Linked DNA regions of Mus musculus: all the other regions are linked to region 1. The links are chromatin contacts, called in public promoter capture Hi-C maps. All regions are on one chromosome and are shown on one strand. The core of a region is the stretch at or near the end of the contact, and the rest is flanking DNA. Distances in the headings are between cores, read along the strand shown.

The links. Promoter capture Hi-C pulls out the DNA fragments that hold promoters and counts their contacts. Capture Hi-C pulls out chosen DNA fragments and counts their contacts.
Region 2: a contact with region 1 is called in a promoter capture Hi-C map of liver, with 3 times the contacts expected there. The contact joins the promoter of Sfmbt1 here to the promoter of Oxnad1 in region 1. A contact is called at or near these places in 1 of 39 promoter capture datasets (liver) and 1 of 9 other capture datasets (liver).
Region 3: a contact with region 1 is called in a promoter capture Hi-C map of pre-B cells, with 4 times the contacts expected there. The contact joins the promoter of Nek4 here to the promoter of Oxnad1 in region 1. A contact is called at or near these places in 2 of 39 promoter capture datasets (liver and pre-B cells), 2 of 484 Hi-C or Micro-C datasets (CD4 T cells and myocytes) and 1 of 9 other capture datasets (liver).

What each region holds. Positions count from the first base shown.
Region 1 is chr14:32,084,316-32,087,077 of GRCm38.p6, forward strand. It overlaps Oxnad1 (oxidoreductase NAD-binding domain containing 1), which reads left to right and starts at 1,413. Exons shown (of 8, transcript NM_145460.2): 1 at 1,413-1,738. Dph3 (diphthamine biosynthesis 3) reads right to left here and starts at 1,377. Exons shown (of 3, transcript NM_172254.4): 1 at 1,095-1,377; 2 at 592-666. The coding sequence starts at 1,202.
Region 2 is chr14:30,714,286-30,717,047 of GRCm38.p6, forward strand. Sfmbt1 (Scm-like with four mbt domains 1) reads left to right here and starts at 1,330. Exons shown (of 21, transcript NM_001166532.1): 1 at 1,330-1,590.
Region 3 is chr14:30,949,963-30,952,724 of GRCm38.p6, forward strand. It overlaps Nek4 (NIMA (never in mitosis gene a)-related expressed kinase 4), which reads left to right and starts at 1,415. Exons shown (of 15, transcript NM_011849.3): 1 at 1,415-1,756. The coding sequence starts at 1,664. It overlaps Gm41121 (a long non-coding RNA gene), which reads right to left and starts at 1,472. Exons shown (of 2, transcript XR_874490.3): 1 at 1,240-1,472; 2 at 470-1,125.

The DNA.
Region 1 (2,762 bases), core at 163-2,662:
CTTACCCTATAGTCATTTTAGAATTTATCCTCTAGACTGTTACATTCTGTACTTAGACTCCAAAGCACTAACTGAGCTTTGGGTGGGAAGTAAAGATATTTACCCCTTTTCTATTGCCATTCCTAATGGATACAAAGGAACATGGAACTGTAACATTACATCTAGGAACTATATCTCAAACAAGGTAGATTCTGTACATAAGCTAGGCAAGCAATAAAATGCAATCTTCTAAAAATATCCTAGAGCTCTGAACAAACTAAATATTAAATACAAGAGAAATGTCAAAAGGAAGAACATCAATTAAAATAACCATAATTTTTCATTCCTGATTAAGTCATCAATTTTCATTACAAAGCAATTTCTTTATTGCCCTTTCCAAAGTGATCATAAGTTACATAAAAGGCAGATCTCTGTGAATTCAAGGCCAGCCTGGTTCACATCATGAGTTCCAGTATAGCCAGGGCTACTTAAGGTCCCTGTCTCAAAAAACAAACCAACACCCAACACTCTTCCGCCCTTTTCTATCAGACAGGCTCCTTTAGGCCCTTGTCATTAGCTCACACCACCCATCCCCTTTAACATATCCCTTACTTTGTCATAAATCACTTTTATAATGAGTGAGCAGCTAGGACACGTGGCCACATCTTCTCCATTTTCCAAATCTTCCTACAACGCAATCAAACAACATATGGTCAGCATAGCCTTTCGTCAACTTCCCATAAATCTCTCCTATGTCTATGGGCAAGTCTTTAGTTGGGTAACAACACAAAGAACTTTCCTCCCAAGTGTCATCTAGGAAAAAAAAACAGGGAGATTAGATTGGTTCGATCGCCTCCAAAACCCTGGGGTACAAAATCAAGTTCCCTTCTTCAAAGAAGCTCCCAGGGGAAAAAAAAATAGAAAAAAAAGAAAAACACTTAGGGGCGGGACTACGGAGAACAGCGCCCTTAACCCGACCCTGTATGCTAGACAGCCTAGGTTACTACTTTAGGGGCGGGGGTTCGGAAGAACACGTGGGTAACTGAGCCTTCCCAGGGACACCGGAAGCGACAATGCGCAAGCTCGAGGGATCGCCGGCGGGCCCTTTAGAGTACCTTGGTGATGGCAAAGTTATCCCCACAGGGGCAAGGGTAGAAATATGTCTCCGAGTCCTCGTCATATTGAAAGTCCTCGATCTCCACCTCGTCGTGAAACACCGCCATGGTCACCCGGTCGGCACCGCATCAGCTTGCCTACCTGCGCCCAGGCAGGGTAAGGCCCGGTCTTCCCGGTCCACCCTGGCGCAGGAACAGTCACTTCCGGACGCACAGGCGATGACGTAACTTCTACCGCCGCGGCCAAAAGGGTGACCCGGTCGCGGTCGCCATGGAGATAGCGCCGGAAAGATGGTGCTTCCTGCGCAGCAGCGTTGCGCAGTTCTCCGTCCACTGGGTGCCAGCGACCAATAGTGTGAAGGGCTCCCTCTCATGGCGGTTACGTCAGTCCGGGGCCCGGGGAGTTTGGGCTTGGGATATAAACGAGTTTTCTATGCAGGTGGAGTCTTGTCCTCCATAGCTGACTTCAGAGGACATTAAAAGAATTGGCGGAGGCTACGCCCTCTTGAAAGGGGGAATCATTGAGGCTCAGGGAGCCACACAGCGTCCTCTCCAGTTCTCGGCCCACAGCGCTCCTGCAATTGCGTTTCAGGCGACCTTGAACTCTGAGTGACTCTTGGCCTGTTATGAGTTCTTGCCTGCAGGTACATCACTGCCTCTCTCACCCCAGCCACTTTCTGATACCCCGGTTGTGTTGTAGAGAACCAAGATCTGCAAGACAGGGGCGAGTTCTAGCCATATTTTAAATATTCACTGCAGTGGTGGGCACAGTAGCTTTTAATTATTGGGGTTTTTAGTGGGCAACCTATATGTTAAACTTGATCTTGAGGTTCAAAAATCCATTTTATTCATCTTTAACATAGATTTAGAGACTGGGCATCTTGCCCAAGATTGCATACCTAGGCCATAACGATGAGCCTAGCTGTCTCTAAAGCCCAGGAACAAATTATTTATGTGAACTTTAGTTCTCGGTAAAAGGAATGGTGTTCCTGGTATTTTCGTCAGCGTGCAGCCTCTTCTTTGAGAAGCACGTTGTTCCGAGAGCCGTGCTGGGCTTGTTCCGGTTACAACCAGGGACTTTGGAGTAGTGCTAAGCAGTTACTCATCTCACTGGAGGAGTGCAGTGTAGTGAAAAGTAGTATGGCAGAACTGGATTCCAGTTTGACTTGAAGAGCTCTGGGGGTTGGAAAATTACATTCTTTGGTTCTTACATCCTCTTCTGAGAGTAGATCCTTTGGAATCTAACATTCTTTTGCACGAGAATGAATAGTTCAGCAGTCATGTATGACTTATGTAGTTTACATTTCTGTAACAGTGTTTAAGTATGTACAGTTGTGTGCATAAATTACCAATTTTGTGCATGTTTAAAGGACACTATATTTTGAAGCCTTTTTGAAGTGTGAAAACCTATGGGCAGAGAAGCCTTTGGGAGGAAAAAACCCAGAACTTAAGTGTATGGAAGGTTGTTTCAAAGATCTCCATTCCTTTTTTTTTTTTTTTTTTTAACATAATTGAAGATCTAAATAGCAATTAGGAGATCTTTGTAGCCTGTTGCAGGTTAGCTGTAGCCTGTCTGGGCAGAAGAGAAATGCAGTGAAAGCCTTCTATCTTTATGGGTATAAATACTTCCCAGGTAACCTCTGGGACACAGGAAGAAAACTGATTTCC
Region 2 (2,762 bases), core at 80-2,579, 1.4 Mb before region 1:
TGTGTGCTTGCAAGCATGTATCTATGAAGAAGGGTTTTTTTGTTTGTTTGTTTGTTTGTTTTTTGTTTTTGGCCGGGGCGGGGGGGGTGTTGGGAGGGGGTGGGTGGGAGCTCAAATTGTGTAGCAATAATTGAATATCCTTTTATATTCTTCTTTATTTTTTTTTCTTGTTACTTTGTCTTTTCAATGGTGCTTACACTTACAAAAAGAAAAAAATCATCTGGCGTTTGTAATGTGCATATTTCCCAAGGTTGCCCAAAAACATGAGAAAGATGCTAATGGGAGCATCCCAAGACCTTCGTGTGTGTGTGTGTGTGTGTGTGTGTGTGTGTGTGTGTGTGTGTGTGTGTCTCGCCTCCTCTTCTCTAAAAGAAAGGAGTCTTCCTTGAGTAGGAGCCCCTGACTGAGGCCATCTTAGGCTGGAGAGTCTGGTCTCATTGGCACTCCGGGATCCCACAGGCGCTGGGATTTTCTTCTGAGGGAACTTTCTGGAGCAGGTGGGTGTGCTTCCTATTGACACCTGTGCTCGCTGAAGAAGGGTTGAGTAGCCGAACGTAACTGCCTGTGGGCACCTTCCGATTCGAGGCTGATTCACAGCATTTTTGAGCTTCTCCTGAAGCTCTTAGGTCAACCTGTGCCCCTTTGCGGCAGGACAACTCATTTACTGAGCCTGGACATGAGGTACGTAGAGGCGTTCGAGTCGGACTCGGTAGACGAGCACTAGAGTGCCCTGCTAGATCTCAAAGAACGTGTAGGATTCCCGACGTGGTCCGGCGGGCGGGCGCAGCTCCCTCGGCCACGGTATGCGCCCCTTGGGGACCTGCAGAACTGCTGCCTCTCTGCTAATACCATCTTGCTCGAGGTGGTCACGTGCGGGCTACAGTGGCGCGCTTCGCCAGGGACGGATGGATCAGGGACTTCGCGGGGTCCCGAGCCGCTCTGTCCAGAAGCCCGAGGTGAGGTCTTTCTTTCCAGAATCCCAAGCAAGGCCAGGACGCGCCTCCGGAGCCCGAGGACGCCGTCTCCAAGCCGTTCTCCGTCCATGGCGCCGTCGGGGATCAGAGGCTCACGCCGCGACGCCCAGCGCCACGGCCTCGCGGGTGTCTTTCGGCGAGGTGCGGACAGGGGGACGCGAGCAAAGCGGCGGGTTATGGACCCGGGCCCGCGGACGCGTCGTCTCCCGTGCAGCTCCAGCTCCGCGAGCCGGTGGGCTTGGGGAGGCCGGGTCGGGAGTGCCACGCGCGCGAAGCGAGGGGCGCGGGTTGCCGGGAGGGAGGACCGCGGAGCTGGGGGAGGGAGTGGGGGGGCCGCGGGCGCATGCGCCTTGCGTCCGTGCCATATTGGAATGAGTCGGAGCGCGGAGCGCCGCCGCCGCCGCCTCCGCCGGAGCGCGGGTGCAGGGGGGCGGGGAGAGCTGCCGGCCGCCCCGCTCTGCCGGGCTCAGCAGGAAGGAGGGCGCGAGCAGCGCGAGCGGAAAAGGCGCCCCGCGCGGGCGAGCGCCAAGAAGGAAAGAAAGAAAACCGAGCGAGCGGGCGGGCGTGCGAGCGAGCGGGGAGAGCGAGCAAGCGCGCGCGCGAAAACTCCCGTCAGGTAAAAAAAGCGGGGCGGCCGGCTGGGCCTTCCCGCGCGGCGGCCTGAGGGGTGGTGCGGCGCCCTCCCAAAGAGGCCCAGCAACTTTGCCAGCGGGAAGCGCCGGGAGCCAGCGGGCAGCGAGCGCGCGATCTGAGGCGCCAACGGGCGGCGGCGGCGCGTTGGGCGGGGGGGACGACTGGAGTGGGTGGGGGGACGCGGCGCCCGCGCGCGCGGCCTGGCGCGGTCCCGAGGCTCGGCGCGTCGGCCGGCGGGGGCTGCGGGGACGCGCCCGGGCACCTCGCGGACGCGGCGGAGGCCGGCGGCGCCGGGAGAGAGAGAGAGAGAGGGAGAACGGGCGAGCGGCGCGCGTCAGCCCAGCTGGGCGCGAGAGGCCAAAGTGGCCGGGTGGCGGTAGCGGGCTCCCAACTTGCAGGCTCCGGTCCCCTGCCCCCATCGAGCGGCCTCCCGCCGAGCCCCCGCGGACCCGCCCCCCCGGGCTCGCTCCGGGCGGGGCGCGAACCCGCAGCCCGCGCGGCCGCTCAACTTCTCAGGGCCTAGGCGGCGGCGGCAGCGGCAGCAGCAGCAGCGGCGGCGGCGACAGCAAGCGCGGTGGCCGAGTCTGAGCCTCCACCGCAACCGGTGGCTCCGGCCTCTCAGGCGCTTCGCCTGGGGAGGCACCGCCGCCCGACCCCCTGCGCGGATCTGGGGAGCGTCCTGAGGCCGCTCGGCAGGTCCGTGACCGTTTCGTTTTCTGTTCCCAAGTCTTGTTTTGTTCGCTGTAAAGACGCTGGAGGGGCGAGCCCTGTGTCCTGGGAAGCAAGGCCTGCTCTTTGCGGAGCAGAAAAGCCTTGTGAGACTCGGGATAAATTCCCGCGGAAAGGATAGACGTCGTGTTAAGTTTCCCCCCCGAGATGCCAGCTGTTCGCGTGGGGTCTCAAACTAAGCTGTCAAAGCCAGGTCATCTTTAGAGCTTGCGGTGCAGTGGGGTGGGACGCGTCCTGTAGGGCTTTTTTTTTTTTTTTAACTTGGTGGGCGCTCTTCCCCGCGGGTCACTCACAGCAGTTACTGGCCCCAAGTGGTGTGTGTCTTGTGATTGCTGTATTCATCAAAAAGATCTGAAGGAAGTAACATGGAATTAGTCATTATCTGCGTATGGCCTCTCCTGAACCGCGATTTTTAAGATGTCATAC
Region 3 (2,762 bases), core at 165-2,664, 1.1 Mb before region 1:
TCTGAAGACAGCTACAGTGTACTTACGTATAATAAATCTTTAAAAAAAAAAAAAAAGAAAGGAAGGAAGGAAGGAAGAAAGAAAACCAAACAAAGTGGAACCTTAAATAAATATTGAATTCTAGTTAGTGATATTGCTAAAGATAAACAAAAGCAAACATTTGCTAGAGCAGAGGGGGCAGACTGCTGTGTAGTAACTATTGACAGTAGCAGGGAAAGTTGCGCTTCATTCAACTGTGCAGAGGTAACTGGGCCTTTTAAGACGAGAATGAGGGCTGGGCATGGGGGCACACACCTATAATTCTACACTCAAGGCGGAGCCAGGCCGATCTCTAAAACCCTGGATTACATGGTGACATGAGACCTCTTCTAAGACACGCGCTCGCACGCGTGCACACAAACACACACACACACACACACACACACGCACACTCACACACGCACCAACAAACAATGAAGGGAAAATAGGAAAATAGAGAAATGAGAAACGGAATTCCTTAGAAAAATGAAAAAAATTACAAAGGTTTGGGAGCATGTTACTATTACATGGCTGTAAACTCAACACACAAGAGTAGGATTGCAAGATGAGCTGTAGAGGAAGATCTTATCTCAACAACAGTAACATAATAATAATAATAAATAATAACAGTTGGTCATTGTAAAAGCAATTACAATTTACTAGTTGGCAATTATAGAAGATGGGATTATATCTTCCCACACAAAATGGGAAACAGACGCCAAAATTTTTTGATGATTTACATTTCAAAGGAAGGGCTTTCTGTCCTGGAGGAAAACATTTCTGGCTTGTAGAAGACATATGCATATATATCTCAACGGGACAGAGGGATAATGAGTAACTGTGCGCCTGTTTAAAAGTAAATTCTTCAGGCAAGGCAGGTAGCTCTTTTCGCAGCCTTGTGCATTCACAGACAGGCGTTAAAAGGGGGCCTTGGTGCTCCGTGGAAGCAGCATGTGAAGTTCTGGCAAGCCTTTCAGGATGGTGGGTTTGCAATCATTCTGTGAGAGATCTTTGCCAGTCTCAGTAAAGCAGGCTGAAACTTTGAGGGATGAAGTGTATTGACGTCTTCACCAAATGCACCAAAACGGCAGGCCGAATACTGACACGCTACAAAACAAATAGAGCAAACATCATTGGTGAAGCCTAGAGTTGGCCACTCTTTTAACTGAATGTGAGCCAAGCACATAGCCGGTTAATATTTGTAGAACGAATGAACCATACGCGTAACTCGCTTAGAACCAGAAAGGATTCAATGAGCAAATGTAGAACCAAAACGCAGGAAGTGCGGCTCGGGAGTCGCTCTGGCCTTCCAGGAGCGAAGCTCTATGGCAGGTCCTCCGGGGCTGCCGAACCGCTCTGGCCGCTTCCGCGACGGCTCGATGGTAGGTCCTCCCCCAAGCACGAGGAGCAGCTCTGGCCACCGCTAGGTCGACTCTATGGCGCGTCTTCCAACTCTGAGCATGCGCAGGACTACCCCGCCAGTATCGCTATGGTAGCGGCGTCCGGGTGGGCCGGGCCTCGAAGCTCCTGCCCGCGGTGGGCCGCGTTTATGGAGTACTTCACCTCCCGTCTGGCATGAGCGGGGCCTCCCGCAGCCTTACGCGCCGCTGCCACAGCTTCCCGACTGTAGGCCTCCTTCGGGAACATGCCCCAGGCCGCATACTGCTACATGCGGGTCGTGGGCAGGGGTAGTTACGGGGAGGTGACGCTCGTGAAGCATCGGCGAGACGGCAAGCAGGTCGGGGACTTGGGACCTGGCCGGGGCGATGAGGGAAGGGATACGTCTAGGGCATCCTCAAATGTACAGGCCCGGAGTGATGGGCAGGGACTCTTCTCAGATAAGAGGTCAGCTTCTCAACTTCCCCTATAATAGGAGCCCCGGATTTTGTCTATTCTTCGGTATTAGTTTTCTTTATCTGCAAACCTCCTGTCACCTGAAATTTTCTTGAGAACAGGGGCCATGTGTTCCCAAAGCCTAGTTCAGGGCCACCGTGCAAGCCCTGTCTCTTGTGTAGTTTGTACTCCTTAAAAACTCATCTCAGCATCTTCTCGCCAGCACTTTCTCATGGACCCTATTTCAGTGAGTAGCTTGACCAGCCATGCAGTTTCCTAAGCTGGTAACAATTACCTTTAATGTCCCCAACGCTGGTTCTATTCCTGTCACTAGGTCAAACCGGCATCTCCACCCTAGTACAGGCCACCAGTCTTTCTGGCTAAATGCCCACTCCCCAACTAGTTCCTGCTGCCTGCTTTTTTTTCCCCTCTAACCTGTCTCTTCTACTGCAGTCATCTTTCTTTCTTTCTTTCTTTCTTTCTTTCTTTTTGTTTGTTTGTTTGGAGACAGGGTTACTCTGTATAGTTCTGGCTGTCCTGGAACTCACTTTGTAGACCAGGCTGGCCTCGAACTCAGAAATCTGCCTGCCTCTGCCTCCCAAGTGCTGGGATTAAAGACATGCGCCACCACCGCCCGGTTTGCAGACATCTTTCTTAAACTCAAATCTGATGTTACTCCTTTATGTAAATTACTTTATGCCATCACCCAGAGTCTAATGAACCAGTTCTTCAGTATTCTTTGCTATCAGGGTGGCCATAGAATGTTGTGCACAAACAGGCACAATTATGAAACTGATGAGCGATGTTTCATAGTTCTTAGTTCTACCAAGCCAGTGGCAGCAACAAGCTGAGAGAGCCGCCACCCCTCAAGTATAGGACCCACTCCTTGTGTCATATGCTAGATTCTCTGC